2 separate regions of the Pelodiscus sinensis genome follow, and region 2 is linked to region 1. The links are chromatin contacts, called in public Hi-C maps. All regions are on one chromosome and are shown on one strand. Each heading gives the region's core, a stretch centred on a gene start, on an enhancer-like site or on the middle of the called end of the contact. The rest is flanking DNA. Distances are from core to core; before and after follow the strand shown.

Evidence for each region. A called contact is a pair of places that touch in the nucleus more often than the background predicts.
Region 2: a contact with region 1 is called in a Hi-C map of liver, with 4 times the contacts expected there. The contact joins the promoter of HSP90AA1 here to the promoter of ZNF839 in region 1. A contact is called at or near these places in 3 of 5 Hi-C or Micro-C datasets (blood, liver and an unstated tissue).

Annotation. Positions count from the first base shown.
Region 1 is chr4:22,176,639-22,179,242 of ASM4963464v1, reverse strand. It overlaps ZNF839 (zinc finger protein 839), which reads left to right and starts at 1,288. Exons shown (of 8, transcript XM_014571980.3): 1 at 1,288-1,930. The coding sequence starts at 1,418. It overlaps TRNAI-AAU (transfer RNA isoleucine (anticodon AAU)), which reads left to right and starts at 55; the gene lies at 55-128.
Region 2 is chr4:22,312,908-22,315,511 of ASM4963464v1, reverse strand. It overlaps HSP90AA1 (heat shock protein 90 alpha family class A member 1), which reads right to left and starts at 1,296. Exons shown (of 11, transcript XM_006119990.3): 1 at 1,137-1,296.

The sequences.
Region 1 (2,604 bases), core at 39-2,538:
AATATCCCATTTGTTCTTCTTATAAGGGTAAACGAAGCACGCCTTGCATCAAGTGGCCGGTTAGCTCAGTTGGTTAGAGCGTGGTGCTAATAACGCCAAGGTCGCGGGTTCGATCCCCGTACGGGCCACAAGGGAACTTTTTATTTTCAAATTTCTTCCAGTACTTTAAATTTCCATTAATATGTTTTGATGGATTAAACACAGAGTAATGCACTCATATTTAAATGCAAACGTCACTATAAAATAATGACTACGGTTATTTTACTTTAAATTGACTCTCCGTCAAGCTTTTTAAAGAGCTATAACCTGATAATGCAGCACCACAGTTTTTAGGGGGCACTTTTGCTTGAGGACTTTAAACATTGTCGCATTTCTTCAGGTATATCCATTATGCAAGCGTTCAGCAGTATTTTTTATGTATTTTCTAGTCCATATGTTTAATCGGATCTTTTTCTGTTCAGTCCCCGAATCATATATATGAAGCACACTCATATTTGGCTTTTAATGTGTTTTGTTACTCGGTGCAATACAAAATAATAGTTTTGATATATTCAGCAAAATAGGAACACACAGCACACTTTAGATGTAAAATAGTCCCTCCTCAAATTTCAAATAGTACCTTTTGATTTTTGCTTTAATTAACTAGAAAGTAACGTTTAAAAGAAAAAAAAGCCAGTTTCCCTTGAAAAAATATGTTACTCTGAAAATTAGTGGTTTAAAATATTGTAATGCATGAGAAAAGAAAATATTTCTAATTAAATTATTAAAAGTCAGGGCAGAGTGCTTTCATTGTAAAATTATGCATGGATGTAATCCCACCGAATGAAAGTAAGCTAAATACACACATCTTTGCAGGATCAGAGCCAAAATGTTAAGACAGTGACTTTGTGGGTAAAATTGACCTGTCATTGTCCATGAAGACCCTTTAATTAGGCGATTATATCTTGTGTGTTTCAAAAACAGACTAACGCTTGGTTTGGCTACAATTTACTTTACTAAAAAAAGGTTTATTTTTACTCTTTAAAAATATTGTTATCAATTTCAGATTATTTTTCTCTATCCCATGGTGTACCAAATCTGTTTAGATAGAGGTATTGGCACCCTCTGAATTGCATTGTATGCCGTGTGGTGCACTGAACACTATTGCACGGGACTACTGTTGAATGAGTATATTGTGTGTATCGACTTCAACTGTATTTGCACTACACGCCATCTCACAGGAAAACGCTTTCGAAAGCGTCTTGACACTGCGGGGCCCCTGTAGTCCTTAAGACTCCGCCCCTTCCGTGATGCTGAGTGAAGGCCGCACCCGCCGTCCCTATTGGCTGGCTCCCTCATTGCCGGTTCCTCTAGGTTCCCTCCGGAGTTTTAAGGTCTGCGGGGCGAATGTGCCTCCCGCCCCCCGACACCTGCCAAGATGGCGGCTCCCGAGGATGGGGGAGGAGAGATCGCGGCGCCGCCACCCCCTGCTGAGGAAGAGCCCCCCGGACCGGCCGCTGCCCGCGGGGCTCTCCTCAGCGCGGCGGCTGGGGAGGGCGTTGGGCTGCTGGGGCCTGACCATCCCCCGGGGGCGGCCGTGGCCAGGGGTGACTTGCTGTGTCCGGTGGAGGGTGGGGGCCTGCTGGGCGCCCTGGAGCCTAGATTCCCCGCTGAGGAGGGATCGCAAGCGCTGGCGGTGATCGAGGAGTTGTCGCAGAGCCTGGCGGCCAGTCCCTCTGCCATCTGCACCACCCTCTTCCTGCAGCCAGCGGGGAGCCTGGTGCAGGGGGCTGAGCTGAGCGCCGAGGAGCAGCTGGTGGCAGCGACCGACAACCAGGCCGTTGAGCTGATGGGGAATTTGCCTGCGGAGAAGAGTCAGGCCGAGCTTCCCGGCCAGCAGGCCCCAGCGACGCTCCTGGCGCCAGAGGAGCTCCAGAGGGTCATCGAACAAGTGAGCAGGACCCAGAAGCAGCCACCACCCCCTCTTCCCTCCTCTGGAGCTGGCACTGGGTCCTCAGTGATGTTGTCTTCTCCCAGAGGTGGGGGATACCCCCTACCCCAGGAGACTAGCTTCAGGCCCCCAGCATCAGGGATGAGTGGAACCCCACAGGGCTCTAGCCTGACTGCTGCCACGGAGTCTCAGCTGGTAACGAGTATCATGCACAATGCAGCACAGCAGTTGCAGAATGTGGCCCAGCAGGTTGCCCTTCAGGAGGGCAAAGCTATCGGTACCACCAGGTGCCTTGTACACAAGGTAAACAAAGGGGTAGAGGAGATGTCTATAGAGAACCAAAGGTTCAAGTGAATGGGAAAGTGGTCTCTGGTATAAAATTGGGACTGGGTACTAGAATGTGTAGGACAGTGAATAATCATGGGCATCTCTCTCAATGATTGAACTGTACTGAGAGCTACTGCACTAGCTCCGCTGCTGACTTTAACTCCCTGATCACTTTCATTTACCTTGGAATTTAGATTTCTCCAGGCATTAGTCTTATAGTTGGAAGACTGGTGTTGGGAGCAGCTCATTTTCAAACAAGGTAGAATGTGCATGATTGAATGAAGGTAATAGGTGTGGGTTGCCCTATGTTCTAGTCTGGCAGAATAAGCAGTTGTCCAACATGACTT
Region 2 (2,604 bases), core at 47-2,546, 140 kb before region 1:
ATTGCAAGAACAATACTAAGTGCTGAATACAGTAAGTTAACATTACAGAATCTAACTTTCAAAAATTAAGTTTCACTTTATACAACATTTGGATCTAGAATGTGACTTGCAAGACATACCTGGATAATCTGGTTAGTGTCAAATAGTCAATTTTTTTGTTTTGGCTGAATACTCAGTCCTACTGGGAGCTTTCTCCTAAAGACCACAGAACATTATAGCTCATACACTTTCAGCTTGTAACAACACAGGTTCTTTTAACAGAGAAGAGTGCCATCTCTTGCTAGGTATCTATACATCAGAGGTAACAATCTATTGGTCATGCAGGAAAAACTGGTTTTGCCAGTCAGGGGAGCCCAGTGCCATGACTGTTTAAACTTGCACTGCAGCATTTAAATCAAATCCAACTGAAGGGAGACCTCACTAGCTACTTTTCCATTGCAGTAACTAGTAAAATGCACTGCACTACAGATAGCCACCGAGAATTGGGTCAGTCCAGATCCCCAAGGGTACTTTCTACAGCAGTTCAGGCAGGCTAGACACCACAGGCATGGGAGAGTGGGCACTGACAAACATGGGAGCACAGCGCCCCCTACAGATCCAGACCTGGAACAGATTCTAGAAACTGCGAGAGCCTTCCTCTCCTCCCCCTCGTTCCACCTCCACCTCCCCCCCCAGCCGCAAGCGCAAGTCCCGCGCCCAGCGGACCCTCCCCTCCCCAAGCCGGTGCCCCCCCCGTGCCGCGCGACAAGCCCTCTTCCCAATAGACCCCTCCTCCTGCTGCCGGTCTCCATCATCCCCCCCCTGCATGTGAGCCAGGCGGGTACCCAAGGGGGCGGGCCCCCTACATACTGCGTCTCCCCGCTCCCACCTACTCTTCCTCCTCAGCAGCCACCTAAGGGCCACGAACGCCCCTTAACGCCCAGCACCGCTGTGCGCCAGGCACTGTGGGCTGCGCCCCTCACATCGCCCCCCCGCACTGCCCACCCCCGCAAGCAGGGCAGCCTGCTCCACCACACGGCGCGGAAAGGCTCCGCCATCAATCTAAGCCACGGTTCCAGGCTCAGCTAGAGAACGAGCCCGTTGAGGAAAAAACCATCCTGGGGTCGATCTTCCAGCCACCGCTCCTCGCGCCTCACCTTGGCGGTGAGTGTTCTTGGGGCTCCTGCTCCTCTAAGTTAAGCGTCCTCCTCTTTCCGCAGTAACGGAACTGGCGGCTCGCCGCCCCCCGCCCGGCTTATATACTCCCGGCGCCGCCTCCTTCCAGAACCATCGGGAACCTTCACTGACAGGCACGGGGGTGGGTAACTCCAACCTTCATCACTGGGGGAGGGGCTGACGGAGGGGGGCGGTTGCTGCGATCAAAATGCGCGTGCGCTGGGCGAACCGTTCTCGGATTGCGCATGCGTTTTTCGTCTGGCGCCTCGCTGAGGCGACTGCGCATGCGTCATGCGGAGCCCGGCTCGCACGCGCGCTCCATTTCCAATTGTCGCCTCTGAAGACGGGGATGGGAAATGCGCTTGCGCGAGGTCAACTGTCACCGGTTGGCTTCGGAAAGGGCGGGGAGAGCTAGTGCGCACGCTGCAAGGTGACTTCATTCATTGCAAGCCGGAGCCGATCTCCTCCCCTCCGAACATCCTAGAAGGAGGCGGAATCCATCAGCCTCTGTAAGTCCCGCCTCTCGGGCTCTGCCTCCCGCCCTCACCCTGCTTCCCGCAGAAGGTCCTAGAAGCAGCCAGAAGCGACGCGCTTCTCTCTGCCTCCCGCACCTCGTGTGAGAGCTGGGGGGCGCTACCCCGCCTCCAGCTGCGTTTCCCTTCAGGGTCTCTGCGTTTCGGTGCGTGGCCCCGGGGAGCCCCGTCGCGTGCTCCCTTCCATGCTTCACTGCGCGACCCCCCCCCCCCCCCTTCCTATCATGCTGCATGGCTCTAGGGCGCCTCTCCCCCCGTTCCGCGTTTCATGCGTGGTCCGGGGTGCCTCTCCCCCCATGCCACCTTACATGCACGGCCTTGGGGCGCCATCGTGCCCCGCTGCAGTGTACAGATCTGGGGCGCATCTTCCCCATGCCACGCCTCAGTGCATTAGCCTGAGACATCCCCTCAGGCTCTTGCGTGACTCTAGGGTGCCTCCCCACACTATACTGCATGGTACTGCGGCCTGGGTTCGTCACTGCAGCCCTGAGGTGATCCGCATACACGACTGGGTGGCTTTGGGTCACCCACAACATGCCATGCTGCACTGAAAGTTCCTGGGGCAGCCCCCTCACATGTCACTTTGTACTGAAAGATGTGGGGGGCACTCCCTAATCTCACCACATACTAGCTCTTGCCTGTCTACTGCATTGGGCTTCACTGGTGCTTCTCTGCCTAGCTGCTACCTCCCCCCCCCTCTTGTTGCGCTTCCTTCACTAAATTTAGGACTTGACTGCCATGCAGAGAGAACAGACCTTGCATTTAAAGTAAAGGGTTTAATAGTCTAGTTCAGCAAATTTTGAGCCCAAACGAAACAAAATCAGAAACTGAAATTTTTAAAAATTGAAATCCTCCCCAAAAGAAAACATTTTGAGATGACCAAAATGTTCCACTTAGAATTAAAACATTTAGCTCT